Regions from separate parts of the Mus musculus genome. Here regions 2, 3, 4, 5 and 6 are each linked to region 1. The links are chromatin contacts, called in public Micro-C and promoter capture Hi-C maps. All regions are on one chromosome and are shown on one strand. Each heading gives the region's core, a stretch centred on a gene start, on an enhancer-like site or on the middle of the called end of the contact. The rest is flanking DNA. Distances are from core to core; before and after follow the strand shown.

Region 1 (3,100 bases), core at 158-2,657:
CTAACTCAGGCTGTCATTTTAACCGCTTGGAAGACTGTGTGGCAGGAGGATTAAGGGTTCACCAGCTACCTTGCAGAGGACCTGCCACGCACCCACATGGCATCTCACAACTTGCTCCAGTTCCAGGGTGAGCCCAGAGCTCTTCTAACCTCTCCAGGGCACTGCACCCATGAGGTGTGCAAATACACAGGACTACACATGCTGGCAAAACAACAGTCATACACCTAAAATAAAAACTTTCGTCCATTTCCCAACGCTAAAATAAACAAAAATATGTCTGTGAACTCAGTGTGACACACATCTGGAATCTCAGCACTTAGGAGCCTGGGCGGGTGAGGACAAGGAGTGCTAATAGCCATGACAGAAGCTACAGAGGTGCAGAGAACCAGGTTTGAGTTCAAAGGGTTTTGAAAAATTATCTGAGGCATTACTGGGGATTACCGGGCTGGCTACAGCCTCCGTTTCTCTAATATTGAGATTGTAGGCATGCCACCATTTTTTTAAAAATTATTTTTAAGATTAAAGTGTTTAAAAGCCACTTAAAGCCTGCGGGGGTGGCATATGCCTTTAATCCCAGCACTTGGGAGCGAGAAGAAGGTGGATCTCTGAGGTCAAGGCCAGCCTGGTCTACAGAGAGAGCTCTAGGGCAGCCTGAGCTACGGAGAAAGCCTGTCTCAAAAAACAAAACAAACAAAAAGGCATCTGAAGATGACCAGGTGGCTGCCAATAGGTGTCTTCTAGAGAGAACGCGGGATGTAAGATCAGGGCCGCTGCGTCTTTTCAGCCCTCCAGCGTCACCTCAGTGCCTGGCACCAAGAAGAACCAGGCACGCGTGTGGAATGTAAAGCGAAGGGCTAAGAAGACCTTACGATTCTCCAGATCTGTTCGGCGGAGAAGCTAACTGGTGCAGAGGCGGCGAATAAAGACAGGCCCTCCTGGCTGGGGATGCGGGATGCCCCTGAAGTTGGGAGGGCTGGGACCGGAGGGCCAGACCAGCTCGCACTTTGAGGAGTTGCTCAGCTCCTCGCAACCTCGGGGACGCTGCGGACAGCTGGAGTTCGTACTCCGAAGGTCTGAAAACATCGGACAACCCGCACCTCCAAAAAGTTTGCCCGGCTTTCAGCACAACAGACCCAGCAGACTCAGAAGCACGGGGCGGAGTGGCCTGACTGTCCCTGGACTATTCGGGTCGCCGCCCGTTGCCGGGCAAAGCCACTACGTGCGCGCTCCCATTGGCCCAGGGCCGCGCCCGACAGGTAGTTCATCCTGCACTCTGGTTATTGGGCCGCGGCCGCGCGGCCCCCCGAGGATTGGCCCAGGTGGCGGCCCCGGGGAGCCCTCATTGGCCACAGGTGCCTCCCGCCTCGTGGATTGGCCGTCTCGATGGCCAGGTTCCGCCCCCATCCAGTGTGCCCCCAGCTCCGCGCACCGCCCAAGTTCCGCGGAGTTGGCGAGGCGGGTGCCGTCTGTCCCGTGCTGCGCGCTCCCTTCCGCGCGCTCCCTTCCGCGTTCCGCCGTCTGCCCCGCCTGGCAACCCGGCCCTTCTCCGGGGCCGCTAGCCATGGCCGGAGCGCCCTGGAAGCAGCGCTGACGGCGGCTGGCTGAGTGCGCCATGCCCAGCAGGACGGACCCCAAGATGGACCGGAGCGGCGGCCGCGTCCGTCTGAAGGCGCACTACGGCGGGTGAGCGCGCAGCGCCGGACAGCGGGCAAAGCGGGTTGCGCGGCGGTGGAACTTCGGGGCTGTCGGGGTGCTGCGCGCGAAGGAGGCAGGGAGGCGACGACGAGGCGCCCCGGGAGCTGCGGTGGCGCCCTTCAATGTGGCCCGAGGGAAACCTCGAGGGCGGGGCGCACTCCGCCTAGCTAGTTCTCTCTGGGCGCACACAGCAGGCAGGTGTTGTTGCGCTCCTAGCCTTGGTCTCAGTCAGGGACTTTAAGGACAAACTTGCATGGTCTATAAAAGTTTTCATCAGATTGTGAAAACCTCTGGTGCATTAAAAAAAAAAAAAGTAAAAAAAAAAAAAAAAAAAAACAACAACAAACCCAACACACCCAAGATTATTCAAATTGGCCGCTGTTTAAGTGTAAGGAAAACCTTTGATCCATGGCACGCACAAGAATGCTTGAAGTTGTGGGAACACCAGAGCACATTTTCGCAGCTTTGGTTCGGGGGGGGGGGGGGGGGACGGGGGACAGAACTTTTTGAAGCTCTCCAGAATAGTCTTGCCCTGTTTTTTAGGACAGGGATGATGGTCTTTTCCGTCACATTCCTGGAGGTGGTTTTGGGGGCTGGCCTCGGCCCTTAGCCCTGGATTCCGCCTTGTTTTCCGGGAGGGAGAGGGTGGAGTGGGGAGGGGACCGATAGGGGCATGACAGTGGTTAGTATGGTTGTCCAGGAGCATTGAGTGATGAGAGCGGAGTGATGGTGTTGGTTTTCTGGTGGCTGGTTCGCCCAGGCTGGGTCGGAGAATCCCATAATCTTGCCCCTGATTGTGTAGACAGAAGAGGGTAGAGGCCTAAGGCTTTGACAGCTTCTTGCTTAGGTGCTGTGTGTCCTGGAACCAGCCTGGGTACTCCCAGGTCAAGGGTCAAGGGTCGAGGGTCGCTGCTCTTGGGAAGGAGAAAGGGAGTGGAGTGGAATGCTGGTCCTGTGGCTGAACTGGGCTCTCAGCATTCCTAGGAGTTTTACAGAGTGGCCGGTCCCAGCCACAGAGACAAGTGACTGGTCCTTTGGAAGTGGTTCCTTGCCTGGGTAGAAGATTCTCTTTTCAGCCTCAGGCCAACTTCTGGTGGTCCTGGATTTGGAGGCGGGTTTCTGGTACAGCCAGAGAAAGAAAGATTTCGGGGGTTGGGGGTGGTGGAGGCAGCCAGCCTCACCCAAAGTTGAGGTCTGCAGCCCTGACTCTGGCCTGGAGTGCCCTGCCAAAAGGGAACGCTTAGCTGTGTCCTCTGGCTTGCCAGATTCTGTAGTGAGCCTGCTAAAGCTGACAGACTCTCTTCTGCCTGGAACCCCCTAAGCTAAAGCCGAGGCCCTCAGGGGAGGGACCCACCCTTCCCTTAGGGCGGGTTTAGCGCACACCTTAGGGTCATGGCTCACCTTG
Region 2 (3,168 bases), core at 226-2,725, 290 kb after region 1:
TCACAGAGACGGCCACTCTGGAATGGGCCTTGCATCTCCTGTTGGTTCCTACTCCCTTAAGTCTTTATTCTGTTTTCCAGTCCTTCCTCTGCTGAACTCATACCCCTGTCCAAGTGATGGGATCCGATCTTGTGGCTTTCTACCTTCTAGATGATGGCTGAGTCCTAAGTATCAGGCATACATACCACTGCTTACCTGACGCTGTCACATGGAGTCAGAATAAAAAGCCCCCAAGCCTACCCATGGCTTGCAGCTAGCTTCTAGTACTCCACCATGCAGACGATGAATCCTGACTTCCTGTTCCTGAGGCCAGCCCTGTGGAGTACCTTGTGATCTTTCCATGTGTCTCACCATGACCCTGCTCGTACCCTTCCCCCCACTCGATAGCCTCTTCCTTTTTATCTGCCTCGTACCCCATAAATGGAAAAGCCCATCCTGCTGAGAGAAAGTCTGGGGCAGTGAGTGCCCTCTGGCCAGTATCTTCCTTCCCGGAAACAGAGACTAATGCAGGTGATTTCCAGGAGCCTTCAAGCATCCCCTCCAGACCTGGGTGGGTTGTGGGCCCCTCAGTGCCCAGGACCTGCCGAGCACAGACAGCTACCTGCAATTGTGGTGAGGCCAAAGTAGGCTATGTCCGAGAGCAACTCGATCTCTTTCCTCCATTCCAGCCATTTCTTTGCACCTGAGAGAAGAAAAATATTAGCTCTAGAGAGGTGAAGTGGTTCTCTTAAGATGACTCCCAGCCGGGTAGTGGTGGCACACGCCTTTAATCCCAGCATTTGGGAGGCAGAGATTTCGAGTCCAGACTGACCAGAGTGAGTTCCAGGACAGCCAGGGCTACACAGAGAAACCCTGTCACTCCCGAAGGGCAGGTAAAGTCCAAGTCAAGTCACTCCTAAGACGACCCTCAACAACTCGTCTCTCCCTTCACCTCCTCTGCTGCCCTTGGTGACCGGAATGTCTCCGAGACGAAGACCGCCTCTTAAGAAGCCCCGACTGTAACTGTCTTGAGTCAGGTACTGTCCTAGAGACATGGAGCCCAGGAAAGTCTAGGTAGTGCTAACAACATAAGCCAGAGGCGACCTGTTTAGTATCAAACCTCGGCTCTCTGAAATCCCAAATCCCTGCCTGTGTGATCCACGTGTCTACCTATGAGAGTAATGACGTTAGGTCCACCCTGTAGGGGCGTCTGGAGAATAAATGGGCAAATGCTTGAGAAACACTAAAGCAGAGACCTGCAATGTGGTCAGCAGTGTGTACCTCTGTTTTGATCCCCGCTTTCCAAGCAAACTCTGGAGCTGCCGCCTGTCTGGGTGCCCGGAACGCTCACCCGCTAGGCTGTGCAGCGCTTCACCCGCCGCGCTCCGCAGGCCTCCCAGGTAGTACTCGTCCTTCTGCGCTGCCCGGATCACTTCAGGGGCACCCGCCCGCGCCATGGCCCGAATCGCAGAGCTCGCACCGCGCCTGCGCACCTCGTGGGCGGGGCCTGTGACGCTCGACGTGCGTCCGTCGTGGGGCTGAGGCTGCGAACACCACGCGGGCGAAGGCGGAGCCTAGGCGTGACATCTGTGGAGGCGGAGTAGTGGGCGTGTCCACGACATAGGGGTGGGGCTACCCGGGGAGGGGTGTGGTCTGTGCTTGGAGGGTGAAGCGGCACAGTGAAGTGGCGGGTAATGACAGGGAGGAGGTAGATACCTAGTGGGTAGGACCCCCGAGAAAGCTCAGCCTCGCAGATGTGTTTTTGGCCTGATTCAGGTTCAGTTTTCTGGCAGGAGGTACGTGTCTCTGGGCTGCAAAAGTGGATCTTTTGGGATAGCCACGTGATTCCAACGGACTGCTGAAGGCTCCAGTTGTTGGAGTTCCTCCCTGCCCATGCCCTGGTTTCTTCAGCTTGGGTTGGGCAATCCCAGATAGCACCTTTGACCACTGCTAGGAGGCAGTCACGGCTCATGCAGAGGCATGAACTTCTAGCCAAATCAAATGTGACAGTTTGAAATGTAGATTCTCTGAAGGCCCAAGGCCGCTTGTGCTGGAAGACTTTTCAAACTTGGAAGCTCATTTCTACCATAACCATGGGGTATGGCCTGTTCTAAGTGTCCCCGCCTGGACTGCTCCTTACACGCGACTGCTTTTTTGCATTCTCTTCTCTCAGCCATGGGGAACAAGACCAGAAACACTATTCAAGTATCTGTTGTTCTCAGGGATACGGCCTAAGTAAGCGTCTCTCTCCGTGGGCTTAAATCCTAGGCACAGCGGTGCCTTGATCCTCAAGTTCTTCCTTTGTGGGCTCTCAAGGATTCTTCCTATGGGACAAAACCCAAGATGGCCAGCAGGTGGAGCTATCAGCCCATCTTTTCTACTAGCTTGGGCTGCTAGAGCTTGTTAACCCAAACAGATCCTGCACAGATCAGGGAAACAAGAGGCTTTTCAGTGAGGAGAGAAAGTGGAAGGGCAAGATGAGTAGTGACATCATTGTAGATCAGTTCTCTGGATTCTCGGATGACCATGTGGCCTGGAGTCCCCCTTTGCTTCAGTGTTTCAGGGTTCCAGAACTCTGCGGTGGAGGTAGAGCGAGAGCTCTTGCTTACGGAAGGGGCATACGGCCCTTGCCACCTCCCACCCCTTGCCTTCTGAAGCACAAGGATCCTAAGACTGAGCCTTGTGACTTTCTCCTTGTAAACTCTTCCTCCTGCTTCAAGGATGGAGGACAGAAAGGCCAGGCTCCTGTTTCTCTGTGTAGCCCTGGATGTCCTGGAACTCACTTTGTAGACCAGGCTGGCCTCAAACTCAGAAATCTGCCTGTCTCTACCTCCCAAGTGCTGGGATTAAAGGTGTGAGCCACCACTGCCCAGCTCAACAACTAATTCTAAAGTCATACACGCTGTGGGTTTTGTTGTCCTGCCTGATGTCGTTTGCCAGCTCTGGCCACTCTGTTTTCTTTTTTTTTTTTTTTTTCTTAAAGATTTATTTATTTATACGTAAGTACACTGTAGCTGTCTTCAGACACTCCAGAAGAGGGAGTCAAATCTCGTTAAGGATGGTTGTGAGCCACCATGTGGTTGCTGGGATTTGAACTCCGGACCTTCGGAAGAGCAATCGGGTGCTCTTACCCATCTCACCAGCTCCTAAAAAACTCTTTATTTTTATGTTTGTGAGTACATTGTTGCT
Region 3 (3,384 bases), core at 528-3,027, 290 kb before region 1:
AAGGATGAAGAAGTGTATCAGGTGCCAGGTGGTCATCAGCAAGAAGCTCCGCCCAGGTGGGTAGGGTGGGGCTCGGCCCCGCCCCTCCTCGTCCTGTGGCGTGCTCACCGGCCTGCACCTAATCTCCACGCCTTCTGTTGCTGATTCCCACTCACCTCATCCCACAGACGGCTCAGAGGTGGTAAATGCCATCCAGGTGCCCGGCCCGCCTCGGCAACTGGTGGAGGAGCTACAGAGCCGCTACAGGCAGATGGAGGAGCGCATCACCTGCCCCATCTGCATCGACAGCCACATCCGCCTGGTGTTCCAGTGCGGCCATGGAGCGTGCGCGCCCTGTGGCGCCGCGCTTAACGCCTGCCCCATCTGCCGCCAGCCCATCCGCGACCGCATTCAGATCTTCGTGTGAGCGCACTCCACACGCCGTGGCTGATCGCAGACCTTCCTTCAAAACCCCTGTATTTTATAAAAAGATTATCGGACTTTGCTTCCTGTTCCTTGCCTAAGGGTGTTGGGCAGGCCCCAGAGATCCTCACCGCCCCTCCCCCGCTGCCCAGGCCCCACCCCACGCCCCGCCCGGCATCAGGCTCCAGACTGCCTGGAGATCAGGAACGCTCTGGATGAGGATGCAGCCCGCCAAAAGTGCGCGCTGGCTTTGGTTTGACACAAGATGGTCCGTCCGGAAACTCCAAAAGGCTCACGTGGCTTTTCTATCGCCCCTATAAGAGGGCCACCCCCCTTTGCTCTTCCCCTTGCCTATTACTCCCTCCGCCCCTCTGGGGCAGGACTTGAACTGTGAAGGTTTTGGTCAAAGCAACACGACTTAGAGAGGGTCCTGGCTAGGAGGGAGTTGGGTTGGAAGCCGCCAAGCTCTTGACAGTTACGTTGGGGCTGAGTGAAGAAGCAAGAGAGGGTCCGTCCACTTGTTGGAACAAACACTTAGTAAGGAAGGGAGGGGGCAGATGGCTGACCCTTTTCAAGAACTTCCAGCGCAGCTATTACGGGCCACAGGGCACTCCAGCTGCTTGGCTCTGACTCTGCTGGCCAAGTACATTGTTGCTGTCACCTAGGGTCCAAGGTCGGAGTGGAAGACTGGGAGGGAGAAAACCCCGGCTCCTGCGCCTGCTCTCACCCACCCACAGTCAGCTCCGTCCCGTCCCGGGATCGCAGCTGTGCCTGGCATAATTTCGGTTGCCATGCCGCGTTCATTCGGTACCCACCCAGCACAGCCATCAGCTGCCGGGTCTAGCTTTCAGGCCTTGGACCATAGCTCCTGCCTCCTAACCCTACCGCGCCAGACCACCACACTCAGTTCCTGACTCAGTTGCCTTAATCCCCTCTCCTCTGAGGCAGGGATTCCAGGTGCTGGCACCTTCCCCAAACTTCCTGCACTGGACCAACGAGAGCACCCTCTGGTTAAAGCAGTTGCCCTAAGGACTCCCGCTGGTCTCCTTGTCTTTCCTGAGGCATCTTTCCTCTCTGCTCGCTCAGCCACCCTGCTCTCATTGCCACGTCCCCTCGCTCTGCGCTCCCCTCTGGCGGGTATGCTCCTTACACTCAGTCACTGCGGTCCAGGACCGAGGCTTCCCTCCCAAATTTCATTGTGGTACCAGAGGGTTGAGGGGGGAAGCCAAATGTCATTCAACTCCGACCAGTGGGTGCGGGGAGCAATTGATGCCCCTACCCCAAATCTGAGCCCCGGCGCCTCGCGTTCTGACAGACCCCCCGACACTGTAGGGTGTGTTCTGGCCTCTGCCGCCGACCCTTCGGCCTGGTTCCTGGAATCGCACCGGGGGATGCGGACGGTTCCAGACTTAACGAGTCGGTTCCTTATTTGAGCCAGCGCAGCCGGGTCCTCTCTTCACCATAGGGCTGTAACTCGAGCCGTCCGCCGCCCATCCCCTTCCCACTCCGCCCCAGCTCTGCGATCCAGGTCCCTACGTCGCGCGGCCCCTTGTGGCCCTAACCCGACTGGAGTCTGCCATGGGCTGCCGGGCCTGTCTCCGTCCGGAGGCGTCCGGCGCGGTACAGGGCCGCTGGTTGGGGGCTGCCCTGAGCGGGTTGTGCCTTCTCTCCGCGTTGGCGTTGCTGGAGTGGCTAGGGGCGCCGACCGAGACCGCCTGGAGGGCAGCTCAGGTGAGAGGACGAAAGGCTAGTAAGTGCGAGGAGCGGGTCAGCATCTGAGGGTGTATCAGTGGGGCCCGCGTGTGAGGGGCTTTGTGGGATGGCATGTGAGTGCCTGGTTCCGAGAATCTTGGGTCATTGTGTCCAGCGGCCGCTGGAGGTGGGAGACCGCATCCATCCCCAACTCTGCCCATTCCCAATAGGTTTTGTTTTGTTTTCCCGAGCCAAGATTTCATTGTGTAGCCCGGGCTGACTTCTGTAGACCATCTGCCTCTGCGCTCAGAGATTAAAGGCATGCGCCACCATGGCTGGCTCAACTCCTAAAGCCCAAAACCTAATAGAGGGCTCATCCACAGCTTCCTCTATCCCGTTGCCTAAAGTCTGCTTCTGATAACAACTCTCGGGCACTAGAGACTTTCCTCTGGCCTCCTCACATTCACTTCTCCCTATGAAGGGAAATGTAGATGCGCCAAATGTGGGCAGCTCCACTGCCCAGGTACCCAGACTGTTGACCATGTCGGTAACCCGAAGACGCCGCTACACGCTGACACCGGCCAGGCTGCGCTGGGACCACTTCAACCTCACATACAGGTGCCACCTGGACCAGCGAGGAGGGTGGTCAGGTCATAACTCAGACACCAACACTGACTCTAACATCACCGCCGCCCTCCACCACAGAGTTCTTTCCTTCCCCCGGAATCTTTTAAGCCCGGAAGAGACGCGAAGGGGCCTGGCTGCTGCCTTTCGAATGTGGAGTGATGTTTCCCCATTCAGTTTCCGTGAGGTGGCCCCTGAACGTCCCAGTGACCTCAAGATAGGTGGGTAACTGAAGAGCTCCCGACCGCGCCCAGCCTCGCAGGTATTATTGCAGCCTTGTGTTTTCTTAGGTTTCTACCCAGTCAACCACACCGACTGCTTGGTCTCTGCAGTGCACCACTGCTTTGATGGTCCCACAGGTGAACTGGCCCACGCTTTCTTCCCACCCCACGGTGGCATTCACTTTGATGACAGCGAGTACTGGGTCTTGGGCCCCACACGCTACAGTTGGAAGAAAGGTGACCCAACTCCTTAGTCTGTCCTTCTGGGGGTGTCATTCTCTCCTCTGTGTGGACTACAAAAGGGTTTGAGGCAGGAAGGGTTTCCTGGGGCTTTCCTGGGGCTGAGTATTAGGGTCAAGCAATCAAGGAAGAGGAACACTGGGTCTCACAGGCCTGAGTCGTTGTCCCCGCCTCCACTCCTCCTCCCCCACATGCCACAGAAGAG
Region 4 (3,216 bases), core at 378-2,877, 270 kb after region 1:
TTATATATAATAAATAAATAAATCTTAAAAAAAAAAAAAAAAAGACTGGCCCTGAACTGAAGAGATCCCCCTGCCTCTGCCTCCGGAGTTGATTTCTTTCTTATTAGAAACAAAGCCTGATACCTCGCTTCCATTAACTCTAGCTTGGGAAAACACAGCAGAGCCTCCATGTTGTAAGAGAGGCAACAGGAGGCAGCCTATTAAGAACACAGCTGCCTTTCCCCAGGAATCAACAGATTCAATAATGTCTCACAGCAAAACCTCCACATCGCCTGGCCTTTGTCTGGTGGTATATTCTATAAACTGGAATGCTCACAGACACGAGAGAACAGGGTTCTTTCGTGCCCATGTTTACCTTTTTTTTTTTTTTTTTTTTTTTTGAATACAGAGACACTAAGGCTGATGATTAGAGGCCTGGATGTCCAATAACAAGCATGCAGGACGCCATGATGGTGTTTGTGTGTGACACTCTGGGTCTACTGCCCCACTCTTTCCCTCCCACCAATAGTTCCACCACCCACCAGCATGTGATGACCTCCAAGCCTACAAGAATTGGTCTTACATTGGTTCCACCATGACTGGGTCCAAGTGGTAGTCCCAGTGTGCAGGCGCAGTACCAGGCTATGCTTGGTACAAGACTGACTGCCTCCCACACCTTTTCTCAGGAATCTGGCTCTGGAATGAGCTCTGCAATGATCACAGGCTTCTTACCGTGTTTCTTGCCTCCCTTCCATTCTCCTTCATAGCGGAAGAAAGAATTTGGGTATACATATACGCCATAGCCTGTGTTCGGAAAAGAAGATGAACATAGCAATGGTTTGCCATCAACAGACACAGAGATGGGGCAGCTCAGGGTCTGGAGTAGTCTGCAGGTCATTTCTCATCAGTCTCTTGAACATGACAGGATGGTTAATTGCTCAAGATGGGTGCTCCCTCTCCCTTGCTTGGGTTTTGTTACATGGATAGTACTGAGGGAAAGGCAGGCCTGGCCAGAGGAGGGCTAAGACAAAAGCTGATTGTAGGCTCTTTAAGAGGAGGCGGTGAGGGCACGGAAGCAGTCAACAAGCTCCGTGAGGATACAGCAAAGAGCCCACCCTGCCAGGACCGTCACTATCCTCCTGTCCCCACGGGACAAAAATCCACACTCACTCCTAATTACTCCTGGCTGCCTCATCTTTTATCACGCAGCCAGCTCTGAGACATCACACCCAACACCCATCTCTCAGTTCCTGAGATGGATAAGCAACCCCACTGCTTTCTTGCCAGCAAGTCGCAGCCTGGGACGGGAAGACAGTGGCACTAGCATGGACTCTGACCTCATATCGATCCTGTTTCTCCGGTTTTAGAACAACTTTTCATCAGACTGCATTGGGCGAACCTCGTGTGCTCACCCAGCCAGCCTGACCTCAGCTCTACCTGCCCCCCCTGACGCAGGGTCGGCTGGCCGTGAGCCTGCAGCCTGGACCACGCCTGTGGAGCACGCGAACGCGACGGAGCTCCAGCGGGGAGACGCAGCCCGTACCGTTTCGCGGCGGCAGTCTCGGCGAGTGCCGACGCGGCTGGAGCGAAGCCTGGTAGGGATCGCCAGCTGCCTCCATCTTGCCGCCAAAGTTTCCCTAGCAACCATAAAGCTGCCTTCCATTGGCCTCCGGTTGCCATGGGGCGTGGCCAGGAGACCATAACATCCGAAGCAGCGGCGCCGGATCCGGAGCCTGAGGACGTCAATGCGCCTGTGCACCACGGCACGTTTCCGCCAACCCCGTCCTTCCGCCGGGAAGCGCTCCCGCCAACGGCCTCTGCGTCCATACCGGAAGCGGAAATGGTTGGAGCTTGGGCCCCGCCCCGCGGCCATCTTGGCGGCTGGAGGCGCCGCGGGACGGAACGGAAGTGCCTGTGCAGCTTCCCGGATCCGGAGCCGAGCTCTGGCGGCCGCCCTGCCCGCCATCCTCCTTCCGCAGCCGTGAGGGAGACCGCGGCTCGGCTGCACCGGAGCTGCGAGGTGCTGGGGGTGGGCTGGTGGCGCGGACCTGGTCGGGCGGCACACCACCGCCTTCCTCTGGGCTGTCAAGGCCACGGGCGAGCCGGCGGGCGGCGGGCGGGCGGGGCCGGGCAGCGCCTTTGAGCCTGGCGAGGGGTTGCCAGGGGCGGGCCGATCTCCGAGAGGGGTGCGCGAGGGGACTGCTGAGCGCTGCCCGCCGCGGCTCGCGCGCCGCCCCGACCCCCCGGCCCCAGGTCGTGGAGGAAGGTGGCCTGTTGTTGCCTGCACAGATCCAGGCGGCATGTGTTAGGTGTCCTCTTGCTACCCCACTACCGTGTTCAGTTTCGGGGCACACGTGTAGGAATTAAGCCCGAGCGCGAAGACAGTTACTGAATGGATCGAAGGGGTGCTGGTTAAATGGGTCTAGATTATATGGTGACATTAAGGCAGTAAAATGTCCAGCCCTCCAGGCTGTACTTCCAGCGTGGAGCAGATAAGGCTACATTGTCTCCCTTAGCAGGGTATCAGTGCAAGAGGGCTTCATACTTCCACATTGAGAACCCCCAGTGGCTTTTCTTTCTTAGTTCTTAATAACAGATACTATCCAGGAGGTGGTGGTGCACGCCTTTATGTGAGGCAGAGGCTGTGAGTTTGAGGCTAGCCTGGTCTACATGGAGCAACCCTGTTGGGGGCGGGGGGAAGACTTAGAGACTAGTTATACGTCTTGGAACTGCCTGTTTTTTTGATGTGAGTTTTTTTTTTTTTTTTAACCCTCATTAAGGTGCTCAGAAGAGCATCAGTAAACCCATACTCAGCCCCTTAGATCCAGGTTGTGTGTTGGGGAACTGGTTGCGGTGGAGGTAGAACATAGAGAAAGGGCTGGGGATGATCCAAGATGATCATTTCCCACCCCACCCCCAAAGGTGAGAGGGGCCCAGAGAGGGAAGGACTCAGAGGGGCAGGGTCTGGAAGGGTTGACAGGGAACAACTCTTGAGGCATGCAGGTGCAAGAGGCAGCGACCCCCAGATGCTGTGCAGAGCGCTTTCTTCTCTGTGGTGTATTACTAATTTAGGAGTGATGGATTGCAGAAACTAGACAAATGATGGGCTCCAGAACACGGGGGTAATGTTCTGTGTGTGGTACTTGTCCCCCTTAGAACAGTTTTTGTCTTGTTTTTTTTTTTTTTGTGACAGAGCATAGAGCAATTTCAGTAGATATGTGACAAGCACTGTAGGTC
Region 5 (3,144 bases), core at 578-3,077, 400 kb after region 1:
GAACAGATACTTTCTCAGGTTCGGCACAGCCGAGCCTCTTGCTGCAGCAAGAGGTCCACTGAGGCCCTCAGCTTCCTCTCAGTGGACAAAGCAGAGAGTCTACAGTTGTTAGGATCTCTTCCCCTACCCTGACCTGGGAGCTAGCAGAAACCCCCAGCGGCCACCCAGGTCTTGTTCACCATGAGAGCAACAACAGCTCTGTATGCCCCTCTCCTCTCCACCTCCTGCCCTCCCTTTTTCCTCTATGGCAGAGGACCACCAGCAAGCACTCCTCCTGATCCCGGTTTCACTGTGAACATGGTAGATCCCACTGTTCCACCTCCGGTCACCGGGCAGGCTGCCCCTAGGCTGCTAAGGACAGACGAGAGGCACAGACATGGAGGGCTTGATATTTTATTAGAAGCCTTCAGAACAGCCTGTGTTCTCCCACATGACCAAGAGTTCAAATTCTAAGTACAAAATCGTGCCCACATGCACCCACCCATACAAAGGAATCCTTTAAGGATCATCGTGGAGACCCCACCCTCCCAGACAGCCCACTGTGAGCGCGCATCAGACAGCCAAGGCCATGTGGACCTTGAGGTGAGGCCCCATGGGCCCTACGCCCACGCAGGCTGAGTGCTTTCCTATGAGGAAACACCTGCAGTTCCGCCTTCACAAAAGGCAAATGTGCCCAGGGCACAGCCCGCCTGCAGGGTGCTTGCCCAGCAGCAACGGGCCCTGAAGAAAGTCCTCTACGGGCTGGGGTGAGCCAACCCCCGACTCTACAAATATCATAGAACCCCCGGTGGTGACCAGGAACTTCGCAGAAGTCACTTGCTGAAATGCAAACACAAAACAACCCCACGGGGTCGGACGGGCGGCAGAGGGTGGGCCCTGATTATCCCCAAATGACAACTCTGCACACACATTCTCTAAGAATGACCCTCCTGCTGGCCAGCCAGCCGGAGGAGGGAGCCTTCGGAAGAAGGTAGCGGCCAACCTGGGGCTGAACTGCGGCTGGGGAATGTCTTCCCACATCCAGAGGAACGAGCTCATCCTCTGGTCCGCTCCAGGCACCGGTCGGCCGCTGGGTCACCAGGGCCGCCAGAGGCCGCAGGCGGGTTGGCGCGAGGTGGAGACCGCAGCAGCAGCAGCCTTAGCGGAGGAGCGGGCCGGTTGGGGCGCAGCTCCGGGCGCCGGGGGCTCCTTGGCAGGAGCGGCGGGAGCTGGGGGCCGCTGGAAGTGGTAAAGCAGCTTCATCTGCGTGTCGCTGGCGGCGTGCAGGGTCAGGAACTGTACCGCCTCCTGCAGGCACCAGGAGTAGCCCTCGCTGTAGTCCTGGTGCAGGCTCTTGGGGCCGGCGGCCGCGGCGAAGGCTGTGGGGAGACGAAGCGGCATGAGTGGGGCGCGCGCGGTGGGAGCCACATCGGCCGGGAGCAGGAGGCGGGCGCAGGCGCCGGGCTCACCTTTGCTGTGTTTCAGGTAGCTGACGGCCATCTCCAGGATGTCGGCCTTCTCCAGCTTGGAGTTGGGCTGGTGCCGCGCGAACTCCTGCTCCAGCAGCAGCTTCAGCTGCTCTATGCTGCTGTTGATGCGGTCCCGACGCATCTTCTCCACCACCGGCTTCCGCAGCTGCGGGAGGAGAGGCGTCAGGTGGGCGGCGGACGCCGGAGGCCCCGGGGGAACCGGACGGCGCGCGCCGGGCGAGTTGCACTTACTCGGTTTTTCTCCTTGGGACTGAGCATCTCCACCGCCACGGTACTTGGGGCCATGCCTGGAGCTCTGGAGGCGATTAGCGAGCGGAGCGGAGCGGAGCGGACAGAGCCAGGCGTCCCGGACTGGCGCGACCTGGACCCCAGCACGCCAGCCCTATATAGGCGCGGGCAGCGGCCCGGCGCCTGGGGTCCGGGCGCCGCGGCCGTTCCCACACTCGGCGGCCAATGGCGGCGCCGGCCGCACAAAGGCGCCGGCCCATTAGCGCACGCTAAATTGCCTGTGAATTGGCGCGGGCACAATGGTCGCTCCCCGAGGAGCAGGTGGGCCGCGCGGCACAATGTCCGGGCTGTGGGAACGCGCTCGCCCTCATTAGCATCCCGGGGCCTGATGCTGAGAGCCCCGCGCCTCAATATGCTGCCTTTTCCCAGGCCGCGGGGAGGTGGGGAGGGCAGGAAGGAGTGCTCTCCCCCCCCCTTCTCTCCCTTCTTCCCTCCCACTCCCCAGAGGCTCCCCACCGCTGGCTGGCAGAGGCCACAGGCGCAGAGAAATGAGAGTTTTACAATGAACAGACAGCGACTTCCAGAGGAGTGGGCACCCTCCCCAGCTGGGACCTGTTGCCCACAGGCACAGTGGGTTAAAGTGGGCCACATTCTCTCAAACAGATGCTGCCGCCATGCCATTCGCAGGTACAGGATGAGAGAGGGACTCATGTATTTAGAATTTAGGCGCTTTATTGCCAGTTCTGTCAGTTGAGAGGAGTGACTTCTCCGCAGCTAGAAATGGCCACGCGCGGAGCCTGCCAAGCGTACTTCTAGGCTAGCTGAATTTGCTTTGGATAATGCCTAGCACAAAGCCCCATACCTAGGAAGCCCTCAGGAACCCCTGAACCCACAGGGTATCTGGACTGCTCTTGTGTCACCAGGTGCCACATGCATCTCTGAAACAGGAGGACCGTGCCTCCTTCATGCTGTCCGTGATCACTACTCCCGCGTGGCTTTTAGGAAACCATGGCTGCCCTTAACTCCTCTCATGACATCCCCCTCAGCTCGTGCGGGCGCGCGCGTGCATGCCTCTGTGTGTGTGTTCCAGTTTCATTCAGCATTTTGTGTTGGCAGGTAGAAGGTGGGAGACCTAAAAATAAGCCCCCATATGAATGCTGTGCCAGTGTGGATGGGCCTCTTTGTAAGAACTGATAACCGTGGTTCCTAACCAGGTGACCTTACTAGTCACACCCTAGACACCTAGGGGATGGCCATGTAGGAGCGTCCCTCCATCTGGAACCTGTACTATTTCCCCAATACTCTGCAGGGGCTGAGGGAGGAGATAAGGCCCCGTGCTTCCTCCTAGGGTCAACCTAAGACCTAGCCAGGCCCAAACCAGGAGGCTGGCATCAGAGCACAATAGCCAGTGTGGAATGAAACCAGGTTCTCTGGATGGATGTCAGCC
Region 6 (3,141 bases), core at 128-2,627, 410 kb before region 1:
GGTTGGAAATAGGGCAGACTGAGGTATGACTGTAGGCTTGAGGGCTATGAGCCTCTCCTTCCTCTAAGACCCAGCTCCCTGGCAGAGCAAGCCTGACATAATAAGATTCTTCTGGATACCCTGTGTCCTCTGCTTATTCACAATGCAACAATGTATCTGGAGCTGGAGGTTGTTGGTGTCCACAGTCTTTGAGGGACTCACATGCACTGCTCTCATCCTCAAGGCTCAGGCAGAAGCATCGAGAACTTTCTGGTCCATTCAGAGGCCTGAGGTCTGTGGAGTGAAGCCAACACCCAGTGCCAAGATTCCCGGCAACGGGGTGGGGGACGGCAGCAGGACATAGCTCTTACTTGTTCCTGCAGCTAGCTTCTCAGGCTCAGCTGTATTGCTTCCTTTTTTAGGCAAAGCAGAGCTCAGGCACAGTCCTCAAGGCCCCACAGTGTCTCACCTGCCAGAAATGGAGGAAGTAAAACCATTGAGTCCCATCCGTCCTCCCTGCTGAGCATCCTCTTGCTGAGAGTGGGAAGGGAGGAGACATCCTGCCAGACAACACCCCCTCCTATGTGGGCCTCCATTCCAAATACTATAATTATTTACAGGAAAGCATCTTAAGGGCCGCGGTCTGTGCAGCCCTTCTGAAGGGCTCAATGTCCTGTGAACAACACTTGTAGACAGCTTCCTTTGGTCTGGGCTTAGCACTGACTGCAGGACCCAACTTTAGATGGCCAGTGGGTCTCTAATCCTGCTGGGGTCTGACCTGGGTGTAGCCCTGGAGCCCTGTTTGGGTAGTACATAGGACAGCAATAGGCCACTGTGTCTTTTCCTCCAAGAATTCAGGTGAGAGTTCTGGCAAGGTGGAGGCTCTTCATTCTGTAAGAAGCTTCTCATATGCTCCTGTCTCCTCTGAGGGCTGCGTCATTGCTTTCAAGTCTTTGGAGAAAGCCGGCTGCTCCTCCAGTTTATAGCCAAATTGGGTCCTTGTTGAGAGAAGGTTGCTTCTTTGTATAGCCCCACTTCTAAGGTTCTTTTGTCTTGTAAGGCTCTCCTGTCTTCAGGAGCTTTGCAGATCAGCAACTGCGGGGTGCGGGGGGGGGGGGAACCCTAAGGAGTAGGGGAGGAGGAGTGAGGAGGAGAATATGGACAACACATATTGCCGCCTGCAAAAGAGAGATGGGAATGTCTGTCAGCACACGCCCACACCTATATGCCTTTGTGGTTGCTGCGTGTCACCGCAAGTCCGGGACCGCTATGGCATGCATCACCGTGCAGTCTGTGCAGATTGGCCTCTGCGCGAGCGACTGAGTGCACGCGCCTCCCAAGCAGGAGTGGCCGCGAGTGGGTGTGGCTTCTCCGAGGTGGGTGGGGCCTGACTCACGGTAGGAGGGCAAGTTAGCAGCCAGCTGTGGTCGATCAAGAGCCCGCCACTCCAGGCGCGATGCTGTTCTGGACTGCGTTCAGCATGGCTTTGAGTCTGCGGTTGGCATTGGCGCGGAGCAGCATAGAGCGCGGTAAGTGTGGTGAAACCCGGATTCCAATTCTTCATAGCCGATCCGCTGCTGCCCACGCGGGTCATGAACTGTCCAGGTGCAGCCGCCGAACCAGTAGGTGGGAAGGCCGGGGGAGCGGGTGGGGCACACGCCAGCACCTCAGCCACCTGCGGTGGGCGCTCGGAGACATTCTTGGTGACTCAACTGAGCTAGAGCTGGACTTGGAGCGCCTGAGGCTACGGTCCCCCCCACTCCATCCCCCTCCCCCGTCCCGTCCCACCCCGCACCTCAGACATGGATTGTGGAGAAAGATGTTTAAGAGGTCTCCCTGACTCAGTTTCCTTACCTCTGAAAGGTCCCTCAGTAGAAAGGAGGTAAGAATATTGGAATGGCCACACCATGAGGGGGAAACCCCAAAGCCAGGACTAAATCCAGGCACTTGAGAGCTGTTGCGTATTTGAGTCTTAGTGATGGAAGGTCTCATCAGTACCTCAGCCGGCTGGGCAGGAAGAAAAGGGGATAAAAGGGAAGGCTCGCTAGACAATGGTTGGGTCCTCAGGCTGCTGCGGATGGGTATATCCTGCTTTCTTGGTACAGATGAAGCAGGGGATGGGGGCCAGGGGAGGGGAGGGGTGATGTCATCTGTAACCAGTCAGGACTCCAGTCTGGCCCTCTTATGGGCAGGAAGGGCTGTTCAGTGTGTGGTCTTCCCCATCTCTTCACTTTTGCTCTCCCATCCTCTCTTGTTGTCCCATGGGCTCAGAGTCCATTGCTTCACCTGGAAGATGAATAACCTCACTTAACTTCATCCTAGAGGTGTCCCTTCTGAAAATCAAGTATCAGGGAAGCATTGCATGTGGCTCAGGCCCCTCCTGAATACAGAATGTTCTACCTGCATGCAGTGTCTATTGAGGACAAGGGTCAGCATTTACCTACTAAAGGAGCACGGGGACAGCCCAGGATGCCCTGGGTACATGGACATTGTACAGTTGGGAACCAGAGGAGAGTGTGGGCCTTTTGTTGGCATTTATAGCCCCATTCTGAAGATTCTCTACCTGTATCTTTGGGCAAAGGCAAGCAAGCATGTGCTTAAAGAAAGTTCAGACCTTTGGGGGTGGTTCTGCCCTGGGCAAGGGGGTGCCTGGCAGGGCTACCTTGACTGAACCCCTTGTCTTTTCCTCTAGGTTCCACAGCATCAGACCCCCAGGGGGACCTGTTGTTCCTGTTGGACAGCTCAGCCAGCGTGTCACACTATGAGTTCTCAAGAGTTCGGGAATTTGTGGGGCAGCTGGTGGCTACGATGTCTTTCGGACCCGGGGCTCTGCGTGCTAGTCTGGTGCACGTGGGCAGCCAGCCTCACACAGAGTTTACTTTTGACCAGTACAGTTCAGGCCAGGCTATACAGGATGCCATCCGTGTTGCACCCCAACGTATGGGTGATACCAACACAGGCCTGGCACTGGCTTATGCCAAAGAACAATTGTTTGCTGAGGAAGCAGGTGCCCGGCCAGGGGTTCCCAAGGTGCTGGTGTGGGTGACAGATGGTGGCTCCAGCGACCCCGTGGGCCCCCCTATGCAGGAGCTCAAGGACCTGGGTGTCACCATCTTCATTGTCAGCACTGGCCGAGGCAACCTGTTGGAGCTGTTGGCAGCT

Evidence for each region. Promoter capture Hi-C pulls out the DNA fragments that hold promoters and counts their contacts. A called contact is a pair of places that touch in the nucleus more often than the background predicts. Capture Hi-C pulls out chosen DNA fragments and counts their contacts.
Region 2: a contact with region 1 is called in a Micro-C map of embryonic stem cells, with 5 times the contacts expected there. The contact joins the promoter of Pex10 here to the promoter of Prkcz in region 1. A contact is called at or near these places in 3 of 39 promoter capture datasets (cranial neural crest, frontonasal cranial neural crest and hippocampal neurons), 1 of 484 Hi-C or Micro-C datasets (embryonic stem cells), 1 of 115 datasets of contacts at active chromatin or transcription factors (intestinal crypt epithelium) and 2 of 9 other capture datasets (adipose tissue and liver).
Region 3: a promoter capture Hi-C map of adipose tissue shows a contact between it and region 1. The contact joins the promoter of Mmp23 here to the promoter of Prkcz in region 1. A contact is called at or near these places in 6 of 39 promoter capture datasets (embryonic stem cells, hippocampal neurons, liver and 2 more), 1 of 484 Hi-C or Micro-C datasets (embryonic stem cells), 2 of 115 datasets of contacts at active chromatin or transcription factors (embryonic stem cells and memory CD8 T cells) and 3 of 9 other capture datasets (adipose tissue, liver and pancreatic islet).
Region 4: a promoter capture Hi-C map of hippocampal neurons shows a contact between it and region 1, with 4 times the contacts expected there. The contact joins the promoter of Morn1 here to the promoter of Prkcz in region 1. A contact is called at or near these places in 4 of 39 promoter capture datasets (cranial neural crest, frontonasal cranial neural crest, hippocampal neurons and 1 more), 6 of 484 Hi-C or Micro-C datasets (CD4 T cells, CD8 T cells, brain and 2 more), 11 of 115 datasets of contacts at active chromatin or transcription factors (the SCID.adh cell line, embryonic forebrain, embryonic stem cells and 6 more) and 4 of 9 other capture datasets (adipose tissue, embryonic stem cells, liver and 1 more).
Region 5: a contact with region 1 is called in a Micro-C map of embryonic stem cells, with 1.9 times the contacts expected there. The contact joins the promoter of Hes5 here to the promoter of Prkcz in region 1. A contact is called at or near these places in 1 of 39 promoter capture datasets (pre-B cells) and 1 of 484 Hi-C or Micro-C datasets (embryonic stem cells).
Region 6: a contact with region 1 is called in a Micro-C map of embryonic stem cells, with 2.3 times the contacts expected there. The contact joins the promoter of Vwa1 here to the promoter of Prkcz in region 1. A contact is called at or near these places in 3 of 39 promoter capture datasets (embryonic stem cells, pre-B cells and trophoblast stem cells), 1 of 15 datasets of contacts at CTCF or cohesin (embryonic stem cells), 4 of 484 Hi-C or Micro-C datasets (the G1E-ER4 cell line and embryonic stem cells) and 1 of 115 datasets of contacts at active chromatin or transcription factors (embryonic stem cells).

Annotation. Positions count from the first base shown.
Region 1 is chr4:155,359,735-155,362,834 of GRCm38.p6, reverse strand. It overlaps Prkcz (protein kinase C, zeta), which reads left to right and starts at 1,407. Exons shown (of 18, transcript NM_008860.3): 1 at 1,407-1,683. The coding sequence starts at 1,613.
Region 2 is chr4:155,065,337-155,068,504 of GRCm38.p6, reverse strand. Pex10 (peroxisomal biogenesis factor 10) reads right to left here and starts at 1,475. Exons shown (of 6, transcript NM_001042407.1): 1 at 1,331-1,475; 2 at 602-682. The coding sequence starts at 1,436.
Region 3 is chr4:155,651,777-155,655,160 of GRCm38.p6, reverse strand. It overlaps Mmp23 (matrix metallopeptidase 23), which reads left to right and starts at 1,777. Exons shown (of 8, transcript NM_011985.3): 1 at 1,777-2,133; 2 at 2,576-2,712; 3 at 2,800-2,939; 4 at 3,009-3,176. The coding sequence starts at 1,981. Mib2 (mindbomb E3 ubiquitin protein ligase 2) reads left to right here. Exons shown (of 20, transcript NM_001369164.1): 19 at 1-56; 20 at 168-693. The coding sequence ends at 406.
Region 4 is chr4:155,084,988-155,088,203 of GRCm38.p6, reverse strand. Morn1 (MORN repeat containing 1) reads right to left here and starts at 1,627. Exons shown (of 14, transcript NM_001081100.1): 1 at 1,523-1,627; 2 at 712-783. The coding sequence starts at 1,598. It overlaps Rer1 (retention in endoplasmic reticulum sorting receptor 1), which reads left to right and starts at 1,851. Exons shown (of 7, transcript NM_026395.2): 1 at 1,851-1,999.
Region 5 is chr4:154,959,606-154,962,749 of GRCm38.p6, reverse strand. It overlaps Hes5 (hes family bHLH transcription factor 5), which reads right to left and starts at 1,827. Exons shown (of 3, transcript NM_010419.4): 1 at 1,701-1,827; 2 at 1,449-1,614; 3 at 379-1,358. The coding sequence starts at 1,754. The coding sequence ends at 1,075.
Region 6 is chr4:155,772,797-155,775,937 of GRCm38.p6, reverse strand. Vwa1 (von Willebrand factor A domain containing 1) reads left to right here and starts at 1,377. Exons shown (of 4, transcript NM_147776.4): 1 at 1,377-1,508; 2 at 2,672-3,141. The coding sequence starts at 1,436.